3 separate regions of the Sus scrofa genome follow, and all the other regions are linked to region 1. Evidence: chromatin contacts called from public Hi-C data. All regions are on one chromosome and are shown on one strand. The core of a region is the stretch at or near the end of the contact, and the rest is flanking DNA. Distances in the headings are between cores, read along the strand shown. Region 1 holds the start of CCL1 (C-C motif chemokine ligand 1). Region 2 has its middle 44 kb from the start of CCL2. Region 3 holds the start of CCL2 (chemokine (C-C motif) ligand 2).

Region 1 (3,238 bases), core at 532-3,031:
TTCGATGCTGCATCTGAAACAGGGGCAACGATATTTGCCGTTCCCCCCGCAGAGCTCTCCAGAACACTTCCAGGGCCACTGTTGCTGGCAGTCTTCAAGGGGCCTTTCAACTCCAACAGGCCAGGATCACGCAGGTGTTAGAATGGAGGGCTTGGGAGTTCCCGTGGTGGCTCAGTGGAAACCAATCTGACCAGCATCCATGAGGATGCAGGTTCGATCCCTGGCTTCGCCCAGTGGGTTAAGAATCCGGCATTGCTGTGAGCTGTGGTGCAAGTCACAGACGTGGCTCAGATCCCTGGTTGCTGTGGCTATGGGGTAGGCCAATGGCTACAGCTCTGATTGGACCCCTAGCCTGGGAACCTCCATATGCTTTGGGTGTGACCCCAAAAAGACAAAAAAAAAAAAAAAAGAAAAAAAAAGAATGGAGGGGTTGCCAGGATATGAGACCCAGGCACAGGGGGGCTTGAAAGAAGGCTGAATGCCTGGCTGCGGGGGCTAACAAAAGGTCTTTCTGCAGACAACAGCGTTAGAAATGGGTAGAAAATTCACAGAGGGAGACAGTGAGATGGGCTCTGCAGGTGGAGGTCACGGTGGCAGCAAACCGTCGCGATAGGAAAGCATGTGACATGTTCAGAGAAGGGCAGCTATTGCAACAGGCCCAAATCCATGGAGGCATCCTGCGAGGAGCCACGAATGGCCAGGTGGGCAGCTTGGACTCCACCCCGTGGACCAAGGAAGGCCATGACATTGGCCTTGGGATTGTCATAGACAGATACGGCCCAGCTCTTGGTTTCCCGAGCACCTACTGTGTGCTGCTTATTCTACGCACTCCCTGCACACAACACCTCCGTGACCTGGCCACCGGATCGCTGGGCAATCCCCCAGCTCTCCAGCCATTTCCTCGCTCCGGGCATTCTCCCTCACGCCTCGCTGCCCTTACACGAGCTGCTTCTCTACTGGCCTGTCCCTTCCCTCTTTGGCCCTTTCTGCAGAAGACTCTGCTTGAAGAACCTCCCCCGGGGGGCCTTGCCCCTGTGGGAAGCTCCCAGGTCTCCCCCGGGGCCCCCACATGGCACATTTACTGCTGTCCTTACACAGAACGGTGACATCTTCCTTATTTGTGAGTCGAAGAGCAATGGCTTGCATCTACCGGTAGCTGTCTTCCCTGAGGCTAACCAAGGACGGAGACCCGGGCGAACTGATGAAAAGGGTGGGAGTGACTGAAAGCATGGAAACAGCATCCCTCTGGACCAGGCCCTTGACACAGCAGATCTTATGGCGTGTGCATTGCACACCCGGGAGACGTGAGCTGCTCTTTCCATTTTGCATGGCAGATGTGACTCGGAAGAGTTTGTGCCTCTGCTGATTTGCGGAGCTGGGATGCAAACCCAGATGCATCTCAGGGCTGGCTGGTCCAGAGCGCTTCTGTCCGGCCATGTTCCGGGGACCGTAGCTCCATCCCTGGATGGAAATGACGTGGGGTCAGAGGAGCCACAGACAGGCCACTTCCTCTCTCTCACCTCTCTCGGCGTCCCACTCAGCTGGGACAGTTTCTATGCAGCCTCTCGAGATCCTTATCTCCTGCGACTGGGGAAGTTTTCCTACGCTTCTCACACCAACCAGGAGAGGTGGGGCAAGAGTTTTCCATGTGGTCACTGGCCGTGAGTAACCATCTCTTCTTCCTGTGACTTCCCCACCTCTGCACTGGGGCCTGGGAAACCCCTGCTGGGTCTTCTAATAAAAGGCCTGGGCGCTGCAGAATGGGCCAGGGGAGAGCACTTCGCTTCACCAGACTCACCGAGACCCCTCCAGGGAGGCCTGAGCTGGACATCCTGAGATGAAGCCCATCACCGTGGTTCTGGTGTGCCTGCTGCTCGGTGGCCTGTGGCTACAGGAGGTGGACAGCAAGAGCAGTGAGTGTGACTGCGGTCATTTTGTTTGTTCTCGGGGAGGGCAGAGATGCAAGCAGGTGCTCTGGGGCTGGGGACCAGGCTCTTTCTGAGCTCACTGACTCCATCTCCATTCCTCTAGGAAGGATTAGCCTCGAAGAGGGGACAGGAAGGACTTGGATCGGGGGGGCCCCTGTAGGAGGCTGGGGCCAGCACAGACCACTGAGCCATGAGCTTCAGCCAAAGGGGCCCCGTCTGGTGCAGATCCTGAGGGCTGATAGAAGGGAGTGGTGAGGTCATTTAGACCAAGCTGGAGGCCTGAGGTCCAGAGGAGGGACTGACTGTGGTGTAACTGATAACAGGCAGAGTCTGACGCCGATACCTGGTGCTCTAACAATTGGCTAAACTTGGAGAAGTCACTTTCCCCCCTCCCAGACTCTGGCTTCTCCATCAGTAAGATGGGTTTGATAATGTCCACTCCCCAAGGCTCTAAAGAGGATACTGGCCTAATCACAGACACACGAAAGGGGCTTTGTAATAAGTCAAAGTAGGAGGAAGGAGCCAGGATTGGAATGTAAATTTTTTGGGGGGGTGTGGGACAGGGTTGCAAACTGGCAGACGGGGAATTGGGGACTGGGGTGGAGGGTGTTCTGGAAAGGTGGGGATGGGGTAGCTGATTAGTTCCTGGAAGTTCTTCCCTGGTCTTTTTTTTTTTTTTTTTTTTTTTTGGTCTTTTTGCCATTTTTTGGGCCGCTCCCGCGGCATATGGAGGTTCCCAGGCTAGGGGTCTAATCGGAGCTGTAGCTGCCAGCCTACGCCAGAGCCACAGCAACGCAGGATCCAAGCTGCGTCTGCGACCTACACCACAGCTCACAGCAACACCGGATCCTTAACCCACTGAGCAAGGCCAGGGATTGAACCTGAAACCTCATGGTTCTTAGTCGGATTCGTTAACCACTGTGCCACAACGGGAACTCCTTCCCTGGTCTTTTCATCCATTTGAACTCTGTGTTCACTGCCTAATTCTGTCCCAGGTGGTGGACCAGAGTTGTCCTGGGTGAACTGGACTCATCAGGCCCCCAGACCCTGTTCTGTTCTGAGAGCCTGGTGAGTCTAGTCGGATCCAAAACTCCTGGACCTAAATATGAGGGCGGAACCATACACTAGCAGTGGGAGGCCAGAACTGGAAGAGCCTTCAGAAATCAGTTTTAAAAGTCTCATTTTGGAGTTTCCACCATGGTGCAGGGGGTTAAGGATCAGGTGGCTGTGGAGATTGTGGGTTTGCTCCCTGGCCTGGAGTAGTGGGTTAAAGGATCTGGTGCTGCAGCATAGGTTGCATCTGCGGTGGG
Region 2 (3,238 bases), core at 393-2,892, 120 kb after region 1:
AAATCCCCCAATTTGATGGAAACCATTGATATACCTACAGAAAAAGCTCAACCATCTTCAAATAGAAAAAAACCGAAAGACGCATCATAAGCAAACTGTCAAAATCCAAAGACAATGAGATCATTTGAAAGCAGCAAGAAAGAAGCAACTCATCCCAGGAAAAGATCCCCAGTAAGATTAACAGCTGACAGATTATCAAAAATGACATAGACCGGAAGGTAGTGCTACGGTTTACTCAAAATCCTGAAAACAAAACCTGTCAACCAGTTCTACACTGGACAAAACTATTCTTTAAAAGTGAAGGAGAAATTAAGACATTCTCAGATAAAAACTGAGAGATTTTGCTGCTAGCAAACCTGTCTTACAAGAAATACGAAAGAGAGTCCTTCAGGCTGAAATAAGACACTAGGCAGAAACTAAAATTCACATGACAAAATAAAGAACATCGGTAAAAGTAACTACACAGATCAATAAAAAAGAGAGTAACAACATTTGTGTATGTGTGTGTGTTTTGTTTGTATTTTTCTTTTCTATTTTTCTCCCATCTGACTTAGGAGACAAACTATGTAAAGCAATTAATAAGAAATATGTGTTGGAGTTCCCATCATGGCGCAGTGGTTAACGAATCTGACTAGGAACCATGAGGTTTCGGGTTCGATCTCTGGCCTCGCTCAGTGGGTTAAGGACCTGGCATGTCCATGAGCTGTGGTGTAGATCTCAGAAGCAGGTCAGATCTGGCGTTGCTGTGGCTCTGGCGTAGGCCGGTGGCAACAGCTCCGATTCGATCCCTAGCCTGGGACCCTTCACATGCCTCAGATGCGGCCCAAGAAAAGACAAAAAGACACACACACACACAAAAAAAAGAAAGAAATATGTGTCAATGGACATATAATGCATGTAGAAGCGATTTGTTTGACAATAATAGGAAAAAAAGAAGGGTTAAAGAATGAAGTTATATAGAAAAAAATTTTTATATACTATTGAAATTAAGTTAATATTAACCCAAACTCGATTGTTATAAATTAAGATGTTAATTACAATTCCCAAAGCATGCACTAAGAAAATAAATTTTAAAAAGGATAGTGAAAGACAAGATGAGAAAATCTGAGTTACACTAGAAAATGCCCATTGAACAGAAAGGAAGGTATAGAGGCACAGGAAAATAAAAAAGACGTGAGACATGGAAAACGAAGAACAAAATGGCAGATGTAAATCCTATCTCATCAATAATTACATTCAGGGTGGATAGAGGATACGCCCTAATTAAAAGGCTGAGTTGAGCAGCATGGATTGGAAGAACGTGACCCTCAAAGAAGATATAGAAAGAAATATGCAAAAGCTGCGGGAGCACGTGAAAGTTGCTCAGCCTCACTAGTCATCAGGGAAATGCAAATCAAAACCTCAGTGATCAACCCCTGCAGACACACAAGGATGGCGATGATCAAACAGATGGGTGATTGTGAGGGTTGGTGAGAATGTGGAGAAGTTGGAACCTTCATTTGTTACTGGCCCGATGGTGCAGCCACGAGAGAAAACACTTCCCCAGAAAGTCAGAAAGAGAGTTACTTTATGACCCTGCAAGGCTACTCTGGGGAGCTTTCCGAGACAATGGAAAGCATATGTTTAAACAGAAACTTGTACACAAATGTTCATAGCATCGCTATTCCCGTTGGCCAAAACGTAGACACAAACCACATGTTCATCCACTGAGAAACTGGAGAAACCAAATATTGCAAAGCCATTCGAAGGTTAGTGTTCTGCCGTCAAGAGGAATAAAGTACGGATACATATTCTAGGGTGGATGAATCTTGAAAACATTATGCTAACTGAGAGACGCCCATTACAAAATACCTCATATTGCACGTGAAATGCACAAAAGAGGAAAATCAATAGAGCCAGCATTTAGATTCGTGGTTGCCCCGGGCTGGGAACAGGGAGCGTATAATGGATATGGGATTACTTTTTGGAGTGATGAAAATATGCTGGAATTAAATAATGGTGGTGGTTGCGCAACTTTTAAATATACTAAAGCCATTGAATTGTACAGTTTCAAGGGGTGAACGGTATTGTGGAAATTTGATCTCAAAGTTTTTAAAAGCTTTGAGATAATGCATGTAGATCCCTGAATATCACTTGGCACACAAATGGAAGTTGGTGAACATTTTTTTTTTTCTTGTTCTTTTTCAGCTCCCAGCGTGGTCCTGAAAAAGTCCGTCTGGACCGCTTACCACTGTGAATCTCTGCCTGGTGGTGTCAGCGTATTGGACTTGACTTCCCGGTCAAGAATGATCTCAGTTTCTGGAAAGTCTGATGTCTCTTTGAGCTCAGACTCCCTTTCATGACTTACAGGCAAATCTCAGCTCCTCTGAGCTAGAAATCATTCGAAGATTCTGTGAATAATCACCATCCCTCAACCAGCATGTCTGAGGGTACGGCACCCAGAGGAGGGGGGATGTGTCCAGGCCAGGCCCAGAACCAGGCACCCTCCTGGGCCCTGAGCCTCTGCATCAACTTCCTTGGCTGTCATTTCTCTGCCAGGATCCCTCGGGGCCCTGTCCACAGGAGATAGAGGTGGTCTGACCAGAGGCCAAGCGATGCTGCAGCAGTCCATGAGGTCTGGGCTTTGAAAATGTGTGTGTGTTGGTGCAAAAAGAGGGGGGAAATGAGTGTTACTGAAAACCGACGGGTTCCCCGGATGAGGAAGGACACCTGCTTTTCCACGTGGGAAAGGATTTTTAGGCTGCTGCTGTTGAAGAATTTCCCATCTCCAGGCCTCCCCAGGAAGGGAAGGCTTGGAAATAAAGAGCTCATTTCTTTCAGGGCCACACCAGTGGCATTTGGAGGTTACCAGGCTAGGGGTCCCGGCAACGCTGGATCCTTACCTCACCGAGCAAGGCCGGGGATCAAACCCACATCCTCCTGGATACAAGTGGGGTTCATTTCTGCTGCACCACGACAGGGACTCCAAGAGCTTGTTTCTTGATGTTAGAAAGTGGAAAGGGAACTTCCTGACTCAGCGATTACTTTTACTGGAGAAGCATTTCAGTTTCCATGAGTGGGTGTAAGGGCGGGGAAGGAAGGACCTCAAGGGACAGAGGCCCTCGGAGGCGGAGGAAGGGGCTCCGGGCACAGGATGGACCCCGTAAGGTGGGCGCAGGTGGGCTCGAGGGTGAGCGTTGACCCAAGAAAGGAGCCTGAGATTTACTGTTCAGTTGCGTGCTCTCCTGTGTGGCCATTC
Region 3 (3,238 bases), core at 373-2,872, 72 kb after region 1:
CAATAAAGTTCATACTCTTTAAAATTATAATAAAATAATATCTGAGGGTATTTAGGGCAAGTTAGAAGGAAATGAATTGTCTTCAGATTCTCGGGGGGTGGAGTCAGGCTTCAAGGCTTCGGAGTTTGGTTTTTCTTGTCCAGGTGGCTTATGGAGTCCTGGACCCACTTCTGCTTGGGTTCTGCACAGATCTCCTTGCCCGCGATGGTCTTGAAGCTGTGAAGGAGAGAGGGCGTGCGGTTAGATGGAGTTCTATTGCGATTTCAGCCTAGGAATACAGCCTACTTGTCCTAAGAATCTGCCAGGGGAACTTGAGGAGGAGAGCAGGTGGAAGGGGGGAGCCCAGGACTAGCTGCTCCTCCAGATGTCCCAGTTGAAGGCATCTTGACTTCAGGCTAAAGAAACTGGGAGGATCTGAATAAGAACCCAGACGGAAAGTGATGCTGGGAGGGGCGTTTTCCCTCGTGGCTGCAATTTTCCCATTGGGGATCTTTGGATATTGGCTTAGGGGTGTAAACCTCTGATGCTACATGCGGGAGGCTTGCCCCTGGCTCCCCAAGGAAGAACTGGACCATGGAGGGCTGGTATGTTCAACTCACATCACTGCTTCTTTAGGACACTTGCTGCTGGTGACTCTTCTGTAGCTCATCAGCCGCTGCATCGAGATCTTCTTACTGGTAAGTGTATAGCAGCAGGTGACTGGAGAATTAATTGCATCTGGAGACAGGACCAGAAAGAAAAGGCATTTTAGGATGGACTAGGTGCTTTCTGATCTCCATGGGAACAGAAAAGAGCAGGAAGAAGGCAAAAGAGGGTCAGGCATGGAGGTAGAACCCATTAAATCCTAACACTTCTGCCTGTGCCTCAGAGCTAGAAGAGCATGCAGGCTCAGTTTTCTATGCTCTAAAGTGGGTATACAGCATCGATCCTGAAGAGAGGGAAGGGAGTGCTGTTAAAACTGCCTAACTTCTGGGAGAGCTGTTAGGAAGAGCTAATTATCTAAACTATCAGAATCCAGGGAAAATCAGCTCAGGGACCCCAGCCATGGGTCCCTTTAGGCTCCAAGTCATCTCTGCTTGGTTGTGAGTTTCCCTGATACCCATCATCTCTGCAAAACTGAGTCCCGGGATTCCCGATTCCGGGTCTCCTCCTCTGCCCTTCACAGTAGCTGGAACTACCTTGCACATCTACCACCAGAGGTCCCTCTCTTTGATGCTCTGGTGCTCAGCAAACACGGCTCAAAGGAGCTGGTACAGTAACTGCACTGAGGGCAAGATTTCAGAGCTGGGGTCCTGGAAAGCACTGAGTTTGGGATCCACAGCGGGCATTCTCATCTATCCTCAGCTGTGTGATCAGGCTCACTGCTGATGCCTCTCTGATTTTCCTGATCGTGCAGTTAAAAAGGAGGATGTGGGTACCCAGCTGCTCTGATGGTCCATCCTGACCCAGAGATGGGGTGGGATGCGCTTCAAAGGGAAGGACAGGGGCTGCATACCTGGCTGGGCAAGGACCTGGGTGCAGAAGGTGGCTGCAGTGAGCAGCAGGCACAGGAGGGCTGCAGAGACCTTCATGCTGGAGGATGAGGATTCAAGCTTCGGTGTGGGAGCTGATGGGTCCTGGTCGGGTCTCAGCCTCTGCTCCTCCAGCGGCTCTGCCTGCCTTTTATTGAAAACCCAGAGGGTGGGGGCATGGGAGGGAGGCTGGCCCGGGGCGGGATCCTCTTCAATGAATGACGAATCGAAACTTTGAAAGTGCTGAGCCGGTGAAGCACTGGGGAGGTTTCCAGGAAGTAGGAGAGGGAAGCAGAGGGTCAGGATTGGGCATTTTTTTCCATTTGCTGTTGAGATGAAAAGAAATGGGGGGGGGGTACTGTTAGATCTGGAGAGAGATAAACCAAATGTTTATTCTTAAGGATTCTGCTTTCTCTGAAGTGAAAACTGTGCAGAAAAGAAAGGAATTGGGGGGCGGGGGGAACCAGAGGTCCCAAGGGGGGAGAAGGCAACTCTGGCCCCACCCCTGGCCCACCTTCAGGTGACAGCCCAGGGGGCTTTCAAGCCAAGAAGGGGCTCTGAAGTCTTGGCAGGCTCCTGGGCAGCCTCCACACAGGAGTAAATTCACGTGCTTTTTAACAAGTAGAATGGCGACACCACTGACGCATGGCAGGACGACAGGGGTTTTTAACTCTCAAACTGAATTCAAGAATCTTTGGATTTCGACTTGGAAGAGGCTGTCTAGATGGTGCTGAGTTGCCAGCGAAATTTGCATGCAATTCTCACGCAGTGCTTACCCTGGGCCAGGAAGATTTGAACCCTGCACAGACGCCAAGTCCTTTCAGCTCTCGATCCGTCTAGTAGGTATTGTTCATTCCCATTTGATAGATCAGACAACCAAGGCACAGAGGAATTACGAAACTTGCTCAAGTTCCCCCAAACGGAACCCAGGGTCAGCTGTCACCACTATCACACATTTTGGGGTGAAATGTGCTCACGTCCTCCAGCTGGCTGCCTGGTCATATAAATGCGTGCCTTCTGGCGTCAGCCTCTCCCAAACTTGCAGGCACCTAAAGGGGCATCGAGAATGTTCCTTGTGGTTAAGCCCCTATGGGATTTGGAGCCTATGACTAGCACAGCAGGCAGACAAGACAGGACAAGACATTTGTCTCCTCGGTTTTGGCCACTGTTATCCCAGCTTCTTTCTAGATTCCCAGGGAGCAGAGGAACAGTAACTGTTGGAATTAAAATGTCTGCCTTTGGAGTTCCCCTTGTGGCTCAGGGGGTTAAGAACCAGACCAGTATCCATGAGGACTTGGGTTCCATCCCTGCCCTTGCTCAGTGGGTAAAAAGATCTGGTGTTGCTGTGAGCTGTGACGTAGGTCGCAGATGTGGCTGGGATCTGGAGTTGGGACTGTGACGTTGGCTGGCAGCTGCAGCTCCCGTTTGACCCCTAACCTGGGAACTTCCGTCTGCCGCAATTGCAGCCGTGAAAAGCAAAAAGCAAAAAGCAAAAAAAAAAAGCAAAAAAAAAAAAAAAAAAAAAAAAAAAAAAAAAAAAAAAAGAATGTCTGCCTTCGTGCTGCTGCTCTGCCTCAGATTTCCTCAGGAATCCCAGAAGCAGAGTCGGTCACAAACCCGCACAGACCTTAGCCCTCATTCGGTGAATGCTTTTCTTTTACAAGCATAATAGGGGTTTAGCCACGTTGGTAGCTAAGCCAAGCCTCCAACTCAGGTCCTAGCTCCCC

Evidence for each region. A called contact is a pair of places that touch in the nucleus more often than the background predicts.
Region 2: a contact with region 1 is called in a Hi-C map of retroperitoneal adipose tissue, with 4 times the contacts expected there. The contact joins the enhancer-like site here to the promoter of CCL1 in region 1. A contact is called at or near these places in 1 of 5 promoter capture datasets (liver), 24 of 47 Hi-C or Micro-C datasets (adipocytes, alveolar macrophages, brain and 16 more) and 2 of 2 datasets of contacts at active chromatin or transcription factors (alveolar macrophages and skeletal muscle).
Region 3: a Hi-C map of retroperitoneal adipose tissue shows a contact between it and region 1, with 2.6 times the contacts expected there. The contact joins the promoter of CCL2 here to the promoter of CCL1 in region 1. A contact is called at or near these places in 16 of 47 Hi-C or Micro-C datasets (adipose tissue, alveolar macrophages, embryonic fibroblasts and 9 more) and 2 of 2 datasets of contacts at active chromatin or transcription factors (alveolar macrophages and skeletal muscle).

The regions. Positions count from the first base shown.
Region 1 is chr12:40,726,233-40,729,470 of Sscrofa11.1, forward strand. It overlaps CCL1 (C-C motif chemokine ligand 1), which reads left to right and starts at 1,782. Exons shown (of 3, transcript NM_001166491.1): 1 at 1,782-1,913. The coding sequence starts at 1,838.
Region 2 is chr12:40,842,704-40,845,941 of Sscrofa11.1, forward strand. No RefSeq gene overlaps it. Among named protein-coding and RNA genes, the nearest start is that of CCL2, 44 kb to the left of the region's middle. Within about 2 kb of position 1,643, at least 13 of the 83 cell types and tissues checked have an H3K27ac peak or open chromatin away from gene starts, as enhancers often do. A contact at or near this core is called in fetal skeletal muscle, mesenteric adipose tissue, retroperitoneal adipose tissue and 1 more, where this site is marked.
Region 3 is chr12:40,798,391-40,801,628 of Sscrofa11.1, forward strand. CCL2 (chemokine (C-C motif) ligand 2) reads right to left here and starts at 1,623. Exons shown (of 3, transcript NM_214214.1): 1 at 1,496-1,623; 2 at 600-717; 3 at 1-216. The coding sequence starts at 1,571. The coding sequence ends at 111.